4 separate regions of the Mus musculus genome follow, and all the other regions are linked to region 1. A link is a contact called in public HiChIP or PLAC-seq and promoter capture Hi-C data. All regions are on one chromosome and are shown on one strand. Each heading gives the region's core, a stretch centred on a gene start, on an enhancer-like site or on the middle of the called end of the contact. The rest is flanking DNA. Distances are from core to core; before and after follow the strand shown. Region 1 holds the start of C1rl (complement component 1, r subcomponent-like). Region 2 holds the start of Pianp (PILR alpha associated neural protein). Region 3 holds the start of Mlf2 (myeloid leukemia factor 2). Region 4 holds the start of Gnb3 (guanine nucleotide binding protein (G protein), beta 3).

Region 1 (2,926 bases), core at 118-2,617:
GTGCTCCCTAACCCTCTCACACTCACCTCTGCAGTGCTCCCTAACCACCCCCATGCTCACCTCTGCATCCTTAACCTCCCCATGCTCACCTCTGCAGTGCTCCCTAACCCTCCCACACTCACCTCTGCCTGTGCTCCCTAACCACCCCCATGCTCACCTCTGCATCCTTAACCCTCCCACGCTCACCAAGCCACGGGTGTGTGTCTTCCCTTGGCAGGGGGTGCAGGGAAAAATCCTCTCACTCACGCTGTGACTCCTGATATGATTAACCTTACAGCTTGGGTTGACAGCTGAGGTGAGTCCCGAGGGATTCAGAGATTCCTGGGGATGGACCACAGCCTGCTATATGAGGAGCCTCCAGATGTTGTGGTAGGGACTCAAAATGACAAAATGCATGAACTCACCCCTTCTTTTTTTAAAAAAAGATTTATTATTTATTTTATGTATATGAGTGCACAGATGGTTGTGAGCCATCATGAGGTCGATGGGAATTGAACTCAAGACCTCTGCTCGCTCCGGCCCAAAAATGTATTTACTATTATATGTAAGTACACTGTAGCTGTCTTTAGACACACCAGAAGAGGGCGTCAGATTTCATTAAGGATGGTTGTGAGCCACCATCTGGTTGCTGGGATTTGAACTCAGGACCTCCGGAAGAGCAGTCAGTGCTCTTAACCGCTGAGCCATCTCTCCAGCCCGAACTCACTGGTTCTTGACCAAGAAGGAGAGGAAAGAAAGACTCGGGGGTTCTTGAGTCACACACTTCAAGTTCTCCAAGAGGCAGACTGCTGGGGTAAATGAGGGGGGAGGAGAGATTAGTTCATTAAAGGCAGCAGTAGAGTCATAAGAAGTGTCACACAAGCCACGATACAAACATATAGTTAATAATATTCCAGAAGAACTGGGTATGCAAGTCCTTGTGATCCCAGCCCTCTGGAGGCTAAGGCGGCAGGATTGGCATGATTTGGAGCCCAGTCTAGTCTGCAGAGTGAGTTCTAGGACAGCCTGGGCTACAAAGTGAGACCCTGTTTCAAAAATACAACCAAGATCTAGGTGTGGTGTAATTCTAATGCTAGAGAGGAGGCAGAGCCTCCACTAATAGCAAGCTGGAGGCCCAGTCCAGGTTTTGCAAGACTATCTCAGCTCCCATCCCCCTAAAAAAAAGCAAAGAGCCAAAGGTCATGTGTACATATGTGTACATGTGCACATACTCTGCTCTCTCACGTGTTTTAAAGGTCTTTCCTTTCAATTATGGTGAGAGCTATTCCTGAGTCTGTCAGCAGGTGGCAGACCTGCACCCAGAGTCTCAACTCATTTCCAGTAACTTCTGCCTTCTCCCTAAAGGGCCTCCTCTAGCCCCACCTCCTACTCCCTGGCCTGAGCCAAGCACTCTAGCCAGTTCCAGATGTCAGGGTTCAGAGGCCTGGTCCCAGAGCTGGAGAACAGCCTATGGAGTTCTCCCACCACAAGCTGCATGAGCAAGATGTGAGTTTGCACCATAGAGGGCCCTGGAGAAAGAAAGGGGCTGGGAGAAAGGAAGGGAGGAAGGCAGGACATGGGGTTACATAAGTATACACACACACACACACACACACACACACACACACACACACACACACACACACACACACGGCCGGGTGGGGGGGCAGGGAGGGGCGGAGGGTAGACAGATGACCCAGAGGGAACTAACTGAATTTGCCTGTTCAGTGCTCTGAGCCAGGAATTATTTAAATGACCCTAACTTGTACTCCAGGAGGGGGTTAGGAAAGGCTGAGGCAGGAAGCCATCTGGGTTAGACTCACAAAGGAAAAGGAGCCATAATAATGTCTTCATAGGATAGAAACCCCGCAGTCTTGGAGATCGGGCTACAGAGGAATCCAGATAGGAACCTACACAGACTCGGTTCAGGAAAGTGGTATCCAGAAGTGCCCAACACTCTGGGGCCACGGACACAACTGCTAGTCCCTAAGCCTCCGGAGCCTTTATCATCTCTGGCCACAACAGAACATACACACACAGCCTCTGGTAGAGCTGTATAACCTCACCTTGTCTTCCCTGCTCACTCACAGGTGCTGGTGGCTCCTTTGGGGAATCCTCCATACTTGCCCCACACAGGCCTCTGTGCTTTTGGCCCAGCAGTCACCACAGCAACTGACATCCCCTGGATACCCAGAGCCATATCTCAAAGGCCAGGAGAGCCACACTGACATCGAGGCTCCAGAGGGGTTTGCTGTGAGGCTGACCTTCCAGGACTTTGATCTGGAGCCATCCCCAGACTGTGAAGGCGACTCTGTCACAGTGAGCTGGACAAGGGGGTGGAGAGCTGCAGGGGCTCTGGGGAGGGAGCCTCCCATGGGCAGTGGGTGATAGCTCTGCTCTGAACCACCCATCTAGAGAAGAGATAAGGTGTCCAAGTCAGAGGATCTAGGGCCTAGCTACAGCCTGATCACTCAGTATACAGCCTCCCACCCGTCCCTGGCAACTCACCAAGGGTTCCACCAAGGCATCCGCAGGGACCCACCAAGCTCTGAGAGAAGGCGGCTGCGGGGCAGAGCCTGAGTTTTGAGAGCTTACAAAGAGACACATAAATATTGTTGCTCTACAATCTTGTCAAAGGCCCGGGATCTCACCCTCCCTAGCTAGACCTTGTTGAGTGCTTTCTCTACTGAGTTAGGAAACTGGATGTAATTAATGACAAATGTTCACCCTCAGAAGAACAAGTGAAGACCGATCAAGTTCACCTGGGATGAGAGGCCACAAAATCACAGCAAGGGCATTATTCAAAATAAGAGTTCTTTTAAATCATAGTATGTTATCTTTTGAGTTAAATTTTATTTATATCAAAGTAAGATATGCATATAATTTTTAAAAATCAGAATCTTAGCCAGATGTGGTCAGTGAGACATGTTATCCCAAAACTTAAAAG
Region 2 (2,926 bases), core at 151-2,650, 500 kb after region 1:
CTCATTTGTAAATTTAGGACTCACTGACATTTACAGAGTGTTTAAGCCCTGGGACTGGATGAGATCACTGGACAAAGAATGTGGAAAGAAAAGAAGGCCAAGGACTAAGCCCTAGGAGCGCCAACATGTCGAGGTCAGAACCGAGGAAGACAGTAAAGAACAGCCAGAGGGTTGGAGGGGAGCCAGGAAAGTGTGGTTTCCTAGAAGTTTGGGGCGCAGGGTTGGGGGGGGTCATGCAGGGAGAAGGGTTAGGTATGAATGGGTAGGGTCAAAGGAATTTTAAAAAAGATTTATTTATTTATTATATGTAAGTACACTGTAGCTGTCTTTAGACACTCCAGAAGAGGGAGTCAGATCTCGTTACTGATGGTTGTGAGCCACCATGTGGTTGCTGGGATTTGAACTCAGGACCTTTGGAAGCATAGTAGTCAGTGCTCTTAACCACTAAGCCATCTCCCCAGCCCCAGAATTCTCTTTATTACATCTAATTAGTGTATGTGTCACACCACTTGTTCAGGGGTCTGGTGACAACTTTCCTTCCACCATGTGGGTCCTGGGGATAGAACCCAGGTAGTCAGGCTTGGTGGCAAGCACCTTTGTCCCCTGAGCCATCTCCACGGCCCAGGTCAAGGGAGTTTTAAGAGATTAGAAAAGGGCACTCAGAAGCCTGAATCTAAGTGAGCCCGTGTAGACCATTTGGGAACAGACAAGGAGAAACTTCTAGAGGGAACAGCAGGGTGCAAAGCCCCGAGGCAGGCTTCTAGTGCCTCTGGTCTAGGAATATTCCCCAACTGCACTAAGGCTGTGCCGAAGAAATCCTTAGGAAAGAAAGCTGGAGATACCCAGAGGCAGGAATCTACGGGGGCCTCCTTGTGAGCCATAGTGAGTGTTGGATATTCTGAGTCTCGGAAAAGCTAAGTATAGCAAATGGTCTTGAACCATTTAAGGACTGTTTGGGTTGCTTCAGGGAGAATGAATTATAAGAAGGATCATAGTGAAATGAGGAATTAATCTGCTGGGGGCACTCCAATTTGCGTATGCAGTCTTCTCTCCCACCCCTCTTTGGTCCTCTCACCCACGGTCTTGAGCTGCCTTTCCACCTTTGCCAGAGTTGGGGACTCAAATGTATGGATGACTCAGAATCTCAGACTGCTTGGGGGTCAGAAATCATGAGGTCTGTGAAGCTGCGCTTAGGTAGAGGGGAAGCTTACCATCACTACCCAAAGGAGGTTGCGTCCCCCCAACCCCCTCCATCCCTGCTCCTCTTCCCAACCTTGCACCTGGACAAAAGCTGAGCTCGCAGCGTAGCAAACGAAGGGTTAAGTCGTGCGTGGCCTACAGACGTGAGAAGGAGAGGCGGAGACCAAGTGGTCCTAGTCGCCCGCCGAACCCAGCCGAGCCCGGCCGAGCCCAGCCGAGCCCAGCCGAAGCGAGCGTCTCCCGCCGCCGCCGCCGCCGCCGCCGCCCCGCGCCCCGGGCGCCCGCCCCCCTCCGGCTCCAGCTCCTCGCTGCCAGCCAAACCTCCCGACCATGCCCGGCGCCCCACCCGTTTCTGCGACCCCCCAGCCCCGCGTAGCTCCGAGCGCCTGCAGTCGTCGCGCCGCCACACCAGGCATGCAGGTGAGCGAGGGGGACCCAAAGCCCCTACCCGTAGGGAGCAGACTCTGCCCTCCCAGTGCCAGCTCCGCGTCCTTCGCCCCCCGCCCCTCCTGGCGCGGTCTCCAGCCGCCTCCAGTCTCCCAGAGCTCCTTTCCACAGTGCCCTCCATCCCTCCGCTGTCCTGACTCCATCCTACCCTCTTGGTGCAGCAGTCAACGTCTCCGCGCCTGCCACCATCCCGCCTTTAGCTCATCCTGCAGCTTCGGGCATCCTCCTGCCTCAGGTCCCCTTTCCGCTCTGGGTGCTCCCTCCAAATCCCTTGGCCGATCGTTTCCTTATTTTTCCCGGTTCGCACCGCTTTCCAACCCTATCCAGGGAGCGCAGGCCTGTGGGATTGGCGGGATTGGGGGGCTCTGCTAGAGATGGGGCCCGGTTCCCCCACCCCACCCCCAGTTCGTCTTCTGCGCACAACAGGTCGGTGAGGAGCGCGAAGGGGGTGGGGTGGCGCACCAGCTTGGGGACTGCGGACTTCCTGGAGGGGGTGACAGAGGGGTACGGGGTGTGTGAAGGGGCTGGAGTTGACATTGGTGGTGGTGGTGGGTTGTAGCCAACGAAGGGGCAGGTATGCCCTGGAGTAGCGGGCCACTGGTGTCGCCGAGTCCTTATTCGCTCCACTGGTTCGGCTACCATTTCTTTCCTCCCGTTTCTAACCTCCTCCCACTAAGCCCCCCGGCCTCTTTCCTTTCCCTTCTCTTTCACCTGGCCTCCAGCTCTGTCTCCATATCTCTTTCAATTTCAAGAAACAATTCCTAACTCCTCCATCTTTGCTGTTCTGTCCACCCCCCACCTCCGGTCCCCGTCCCTTCCTTTTTTGATTTTGCCTTCAACACCGTGTTCTAATCTGTCTCAATGACTCTCTCCCCGTCTCTGATCTCCACCGTCCTTTTCTCTTCCACTCTCTTTGCTTCTGCCCTGACCAGACCCCTCCATCCTCCTGCCTGATGCCTGTTTTCTTTTCCCTCCCTGCCGTCTTCTCTCTTCAGCATCCTTGGCCAATCTCCTGTAGCCCCTCTTTCCTCCCCATCTCCTCCCTTCCCAGCTGCTGTCTGTCCGTCTTCTCACTCTTGACCAACCTTTTCCCTCGCAGCCTTTCACCTCTCGCACCCCCCTCCCCTCCCTAGTTTATTCCCTGGGGTATTCAACACGCAGACGGAGACTAGGAATCCAGAAGACACAGGGTGTCACATGTTTCTTCTCTCTGAAGATCCCAGCCCCTCGGGCCTCACCACCCTCAGTTTGGAGACTGCACTTCCTTTCAGAACCAACC
Region 3 (2,926 bases), core at 175-2,674, 440 kb after region 1:
AGCTCTGAGGTACTCTGGATGGAATGTCAAAGTGCTTTTCTTTAGAGCAAGAAGAAAGGACAATTGTCGGGTGGGATACCAAGAGGCATTTAAAGAAGGTCTTATATATCAAATATCAATGAAAAACACATTTTCTCCTTTTTTTTTTTTTTTTTGGCTTCACTTTGCCAATCTGTCAGCTTACGTTAACTATATCACTGTTTCTTCTCTTAGCACTATTTTTTTCCCACTAGCAATGATCAAATCGAAAGAAGCTGAGAGTCTCTGCTCCCAATCTTTTCCTGAGTAACCACTGACCCTTTTCCCTCAGGGAGTTGGTTAGAATAAACCTTTCTCTTCAGATCAGGTTCCACACGGTACCAATGTGGCTGACAGCCAGAGTAAAGAACTTGGGACAGTTTTGAGTTTGGATCTCTGTGGGTCAAAGTCTACCCAATACAGTTCAAATCCTCTGACCCAAAGGGGAGGGCTCTTCTCTCCAGCTCAGCCAGATTTTGTGCAAGACAATTAGTATGTCAAAATACCAGTCTCTGGCTTTGGAGTCAGCCCTCTTGGGCTTACTTTTTAGCTCCACCCCTGGGTGATTCTGCTTAATTTAGCTCTCCACCCCTTTATTCTTCTAAACTTTAGTCCCTTGACCTATCTACCTGCTCAGAACAAAGAAAGTTTTAAAGACCTACGACCTAAAGGAACTGGACTATAGCTTAGTGGTAGGGCATGTGCTTGGTATGCCCAAGGTCCTGAGTTGGGTCCTGAGCACTAAAACCAAAACCAAAAAACGACAACAAAAAGCAAACAGACTTCAGAACTAACGCCTTTGCCCAGGCCAACCCTTCACAGACAGGTCCTGGAGTGGTCCAGAAGCCTAAGCCAACACCGAGTCCTAAGGAGCTAAGGATCCAGCCCGGCCCAGGATCGCCCTCTGGCGGCCAAACTCCCAACCTGGATTCCCTTCCCTGGTTGGCCTTTTCCAAGGCTTAACTAGACCTGAGCTAAATTGTCACCTCCTTCTCTGCGTCACTCGGAGGACACCGCCCGCCCGAGCGTCTCTCCAGAGGGACAGGCCCACGCGCTCCCCTGGTTAAGCGCCCCTCCTGCAGTGTGTTTAAAGGTCCCCGCAGGGATCCGCCCCACCGATCGCCCCCAGACAGCCCGCCTCTCCCCCCCCCCCCCCGCAAAAAAGGTGCGGCACACCCTGCCCCCACGTTGCGCTCAGCCGGTCCCTCCCGATTCCGCTCCGCCCCCCCCCACCTTTGCAGGAGCCTCTTCCTGTCCCCAGATCCCCGAGCCAGCTTAATGACACCTCCCACCCGCCCCAGAGGACCCGCCCTCCGGGGCTCCACGGCGCGCGCGCCGCCCTCCCTCCCAAGCAGGTGGGCGGAGCTCCCGCAGCCCGCCCCCGGGGCCGTCCGTCGTGACGTCACTTCCGTTCGGGCCTGACCGAAGATCGGCTTCTCGGGCCGAGGGCGGGGGTACGGAGGTGGCAGGCGAAGGCAGGAGGCGGTGCGGGAGGCGAGAAGCTGCCGCGCGGACCAATCCTTGCGTCCCGGGCCGCGACCCTGCTCCTGCAGCGCCCCGAGGAGAGGCCGGCCGGATGGGCCGCTGAGCCGGAGTCGGGGACCGGTGAGGCCAGGGCGCCGCGGCCCGCACGGCTGCAGGGATGCGATCCCGGGAGTGGACCTTCCTCTCCGGCTCGCCCGGCGGGAGGCACGGGCTGGGGCAGTGGCGGCCCGGATCGGTGGGCAGTGAGGCCTGCCCGGGGAGGCCTGGTAGCGCCCAGTGCCAGCAGAAGGCGGAGTAGTTGGGGGTCATTAATGGGGTGGCGGGCCGCCGTTCGAGATTCTCATCGAGTCTGGCGTCGGAGGAGGAGCTGACCGTGGCTCGGGGAAGAGAGGATGGCGGGCGGGGGTGGAGGGGCACCACTAAGAGGCTTGGGAAAAATTCCATGACCGGCTTGGAGAGCTGCTGGCTCTCAGGTCTCATAGGTTATATGGCTCACCTGGCGAAGGATCTTCCCTGGAGTTTGGAGGGGTCAGTGATAGTGTATGCAAGAGGCAGCCTTAAGAGTAGCAACACTGAGCTGGTGTGCATAAGCCTGGCCGCCTGCAGGAAACACAGCCTCCGTATCTTCACAGTGTGGAGCCCCCTGGAGCTGAGATCACGATGTTCCGCTTCATGAGGGACGTGGAGCCTGAGGATCCCATGTTCCTGATGTGAGAATTCCCTCCCCCTCGCGCCCTCAGCCCATTCGGATTCAGGTCTGAGCAGTTCAGGCAGACCTTTGAGTTGGTTCCCTTGGCTGGAACCAGTTAGAATTAGCTGGATACTCAGCTGCCGCTCTCAGAGGGAAGCCGGCATCCGTGCCACTGTGTACCCTGACTTCATTTCGGGGAGGTGAAGAAGGCTGGGGGTTAATCTGCCTTCTATAGTGTATGCTCACTCCGCAGGGACCCCTTCGCAATTCACCGTCAGCACATGAGCCGCATGTTGTCAGGCGGCTTTGGATATAGCCCCTTCCTGAGCATCACAGATGGTAACATGCCAGCAACCAGGCCTGCCAGCCGCAGGATGCAGGTAACAGTTGGAACATATCGAGACCTGGGGTGATTAGTTAAGTATGCTGCAGTTCTTGCCCTACAACCAGCTTTAAAGGGACATGACCTGCGTGGGAGGCAGACGAGTGGGGTCAGGAGTCTGGGAAAGGGGCTGTGTGACTCCTGTGGAAAGAAGGAAGGGGGGAACGGAGGCACTGACCTCCTTTGGTACATACAGTTGGTAGGGTGTAGTTCTAACTTCAGTTTCTCGTCTTGTAGGCTGGGGCTGTCTCTCCCTTCGGGATGTTGGGAATGGTGAGTCCCTGTCTTCTCTTCCTGTATCTCTTGCACAAGTGCATACACTCACGTGCGCGCGCGCACACACACACACA
Region 4 (2,926 bases), core at 129-2,628, 350 kb after region 1:
TCAGCCTAGCTAGATTACAAGTCTGTGCCACCTGACATGGCTTGGGCTATCAATTCTAAGAAACAGTAGTAGTTTGTGTATCACGAAGAAAGAAACAATAGGCTAACAAGGTATCATGTATTGTTAGATGCATCTCGACTTTAGAAAGCTCTGTGAGAAAGCATGCATCTTAAAATCAATGAAATGTCACTTTAGACAGCTGCCAGTTTGAGTCTAAGAGAAGTCCTGCTCGCCCTACCCCCATCACTGTTCAGGGTGAAGGCCAGTCTATGTCTTCCGTATCCAATATAATGGCTGGCCCAGAGCAGATCTTAATGGATGTTTGTTGAATTAATTCATGAATGTCTTTCCTCCCTTCAAGGACAGGATGTGCTAAAAGCTCAGGCAGCAATATGTTGCTGGTCCTGAAGTCCTTGCTCAGTCCCCTCCCCTCCTATCATGCCCTGCCTCAGATGGGCAGAAGGTCTCACCTCAGCCAGAGTGATGTCCGCACAGGCTTTCCTGGCATCCTGCGGGGAAAGTGGGCATCAGGGAGGCTGTGCTAGGGCAGGGGGCATGCATATGCGCCTCACATATGGGAGGGCATGGGGCTCTGCAGTTGGGAGGTGGTTTCAAATGTGAGGTCTGGATTTAAAGTCTCTGAACCCTTCTAGATGAGAGGTGTCTAAAGTGTCACCCAAGAGTGAACCCAATCCCTCCCAGGCCACACTCCCACGTGTCCTGAGTTCTGTTCTCCAAGGTCCCCAGGACGAGGGCTCTGGGGTTACAGCAATCTGCTTCTTGAGTTGCTCCGCCTCCTGCCTCAGCTGCTCCATCTCCCCCATGGTGCACAGGTCGAGGGGTAGTTCCGGCTCCTGCCAGGGACATGAAATAGGTCCCCGTCAGACCATGTTTCTGTTCTTTCCATCCTGCCCTACTCCTGTGATGGGGGGCTCTCCCTCCTGGGTATCAACCCCAGCCCTGCCTGAGCCCTCCCCATGGGCCCCCGATCCCAGAGGGTAGAGCCGGCCAGCTCCCTCTTACTTGGGCTCTGGCTGGACTTCTCCCAGGTTTCCGCTTCCCGGGCGCCTCCTCACTGTCTCAGCTGCGATGCCTGCCTGTCACCTGCCCCCCTCTGCTGCCAGAGGAGCTGGCCTGGCCTGGCCCTGACTGAGAGGGAGGGGGGAATGACAGGGAAGGGTAAGGCCAGCAACAACCACGCCAGGCAAATGAAATCAGCTGGCAGGGGTGGGGGAGAGGCCAGGGAGGGGAGGTATGTGGCTTCCAGAGACAGGTCAGCCTGGAGGGGTGGGAAACAGGCCCGTGGACCAGAGAAGAGCAGCACCCCTCTTATGCAGCCACAAGAAGGGGGGTGGGGATAGAGGGGTGCTTCCACGGTCAGTCCGCCAGCAGAGATAAGAGCATCAGCCCACGGATCAGAGACAAGCCGTGAGGATTACTGGTTGCGTTTGGGGAAGTAGAACAGGAGCAGTCATAGCTCCAGTGACCTCCCCAGGCCCTAGCCCCAACCTGTGGTCATGATCTTGGCCTTGTTCAGCAAGCGGGCCAGGAGCCAGAACAGGAGGGTGACAGATGACCCTGTTGTCAACACTACAAACCATGCTTCCTCGTTGAGGGCTGTGGGGAGGGGTGGGGAGGGTCCAAGCAGAAGCTGAGATTAGATGGGCTGAGCAGGATAATCCCTTTTCTCGACAAGCCCCGACCAGCTGCCCTTGGGCCTGATCCTAGTTGGGGGAGTTGACAGGGAGATGGGGGTGGGGGGAGCTGGGCCCATGTGCCCCTGTGTTGTGGGCAAAGAAATGACTACAAAAGAGAACAGAGCTCTGTGTCCTGCTTCTCGGCTGGGGTCTGTCCTCATGCATCCACACATGACTCCCAGGGTCTTAGTGGACTGTGAAGATAGGAGCCAGAGGGAGGGATGGCATGGCTTAGAGTTGGAGGCTCACGGAGCAGCTGTGGCTGTGGCAGTGGCAGTGGTGGTGGTGGCAGCGGCGATGGGGCACCGGGAGGGGGGGTGCGGGGGGGGTCTATTTGCATGAAGCAGCAGGTGGCTGAGATTTCCCTGACAAATCACTGGGCTGTCATGGCTCCACCTCTGAGAGGCCCCAAGACACCACCTGTCCCCACCCAGGCCAGTTCTAACCAACCCCACCTCCAGCAGCCACCAAAACTGGGATAGAGCAGACCAGGCCTTGGCTGGAGAGCCTCATGATCATTATTTATTGCACAGGTTGGGAGAGGATGGGACTGTCTCCTCTGTGTGTTTCTTTTCTTTTCTTTTTCTTTTTTTAAAGATTTATTTATTTATTATATGTAAGTACACTGTTGCTGTCCTCAGACGCCCCAGAAGAGGGCGCCAGATCTCATTACGGATGGTTGTGAGCCACCATGTGGTTGCTGGGATTTGAACTCTGGACCTCAGAAGAGCAGTCAGTGCTCTTAACCGCTGAGCCATCTCTCCAGCCCCTCTGTGTGTTTCTTATTAGAAGCAGTTGCTCTGCACTCCTCCACATGCCTGCCTTTCAGGGAGGCATAGTGATTTTTGTCTGTCCTGGGGACCTTGCAGGTCCCTCAGCTGGGGCCAGACCTGGCTCCCGGGCCTGATGTGCTGTAGGCTAAGTCTGTGTAGCAAGCTTGTGAGTCCAGGGTCTGGTAGCCCTTGTAAGTCCCCGAGATGGTAGACTTGGCATGCTACTATGTTCCTGATATCCTCCAGAGCCTTCTCATCAGTTCCTTCCCAAGTTGAGTGGCCTGATCCTGAGAAGCAGGCTCAGCCATTCACAGTTCCTCTCGGACCCGGACCCGGCGGGGCTTCCCAGCTTTCTCCTGGACTCGCTGAAGCTTGTGACTTGGGGGTTCTGGGGAAGGGTCTCTGCTGAGAATGTCTTCCTCCTCTTCTTCCTCCTCTTCCTCCTGCAGCAGCTCT

The links. Promoter capture Hi-C pulls out the DNA fragments that hold promoters and counts their contacts. HiChIP or PLAC-seq counts read pairs in DNA pulled down with a chosen protein or histone mark.
Region 2: a contact with region 1 is called in a FOXA1 HiChIP or PLAC-seq map of pancreatic cancer cells. The contact joins the promoter of Pianp here to the promoter of C1rl in region 1. A contact is called at or near these places in 2 of 39 promoter capture datasets (liver and maxillary cranial neural crest), 1 of 115 datasets of contacts at active chromatin or transcription factors (pancreatic cancer cells) and 1 of 9 other capture datasets (pancreatic islet).
Region 3: an H3K27ac HiChIP or PLAC-seq map of microglia shows a contact between it and region 1, with 7 times the contacts expected there. The contact joins the promoter of Mlf2 here to the promoter of C1rl in region 1. A contact is called at or near these places in 5 of 39 promoter capture datasets (the 3T3-L1 cell line, 3T3-L1-derived adipocytes, the C10 cell line and 2 more), 2 of 484 Hi-C or Micro-C datasets (the N1E-115 cell line and embryonic stem cells) and 2 of 115 datasets of contacts at active chromatin or transcription factors (microglia and pancreatic cancer cells).
Region 4: a contact with region 1 is called in a promoter capture Hi-C map of hematopoietic stem and progenitor cells, with 2.6 times the contacts expected there. The contact joins the promoter of Gnb3 here to the promoter of C1rl in region 1. A contact is called at or near these places in 10 of 39 promoter capture datasets (the 3T3-L1 cell line, 3T3-L1-derived adipocytes, the C10 cell line and 7 more), 1 of 15 datasets of contacts at CTCF or cohesin (the NIH/3T3 cell line), 3 of 484 Hi-C or Micro-C datasets (the N1E-115 cell line, embryonic stem cells and pro-B cells), 3 of 115 datasets of contacts at active chromatin or transcription factors (embryonic stem cells and pancreatic cancer cells) and 2 of 9 other capture datasets (adipose tissue and embryonic stem cells).

The regions. Positions count from the first base shown.
Region 1 is chr6:124,491,746-124,494,671 of GRCm38.p6, forward strand. C1rl (complement component 1, r subcomponent-like) reads left to right here and starts at 1,368. Exons shown (of 6, transcript NM_181344.5): 1 at 1,368-1,485; 2 at 2,070-2,298. The coding sequence starts at 1,406. It overlaps Gm44096 (a long non-coding RNA gene), which reads right to left and starts at 2,657. Exons shown (of 3, transcript XR_003956364.1): 1 at 2,488-2,657; 2 at 2,046-2,390; 3 at 408-785.
Region 2 is chr6:124,995,320-124,998,245 of GRCm38.p6, forward strand. It overlaps Pianp (PILR alpha associated neural protein), which reads left to right and starts at 1,401. Exons shown (of 6, transcript NM_175696.4): 1 at 1,401-1,620. It also overlaps a transcript of Cops7a not described here.
Region 3 is chr6:124,929,964-124,932,889 of GRCm38.p6, forward strand. Mlf2 (myeloid leukemia factor 2) reads left to right here and starts at 1,425. Exons shown (of 9, transcript NM_001170341.1): 1 at 1,425-1,623; 2 at 2,136-2,213; 3 at 2,448-2,574; 4 at 2,814-2,849. The coding sequence starts at 2,164.
Region 4 is chr6:124,838,897-124,841,822 of GRCm38.p6, forward strand. It overlaps Gnb3 (guanine nucleotide binding protein (G protein), beta 3), which reads right to left and starts at 1,379. Exons shown (of 10, transcript NM_013530.1): 1 at 1,024-1,379; 2 at 768-854; 3 at 471-509. The coding sequence starts at 824. It overlaps P3h3 (prolyl 3-hydroxylase 3), which reads right to left. Exons shown (of 15, transcript NM_013534.5): 15 at 2,193-2,926. The coding sequence ends at 2,779.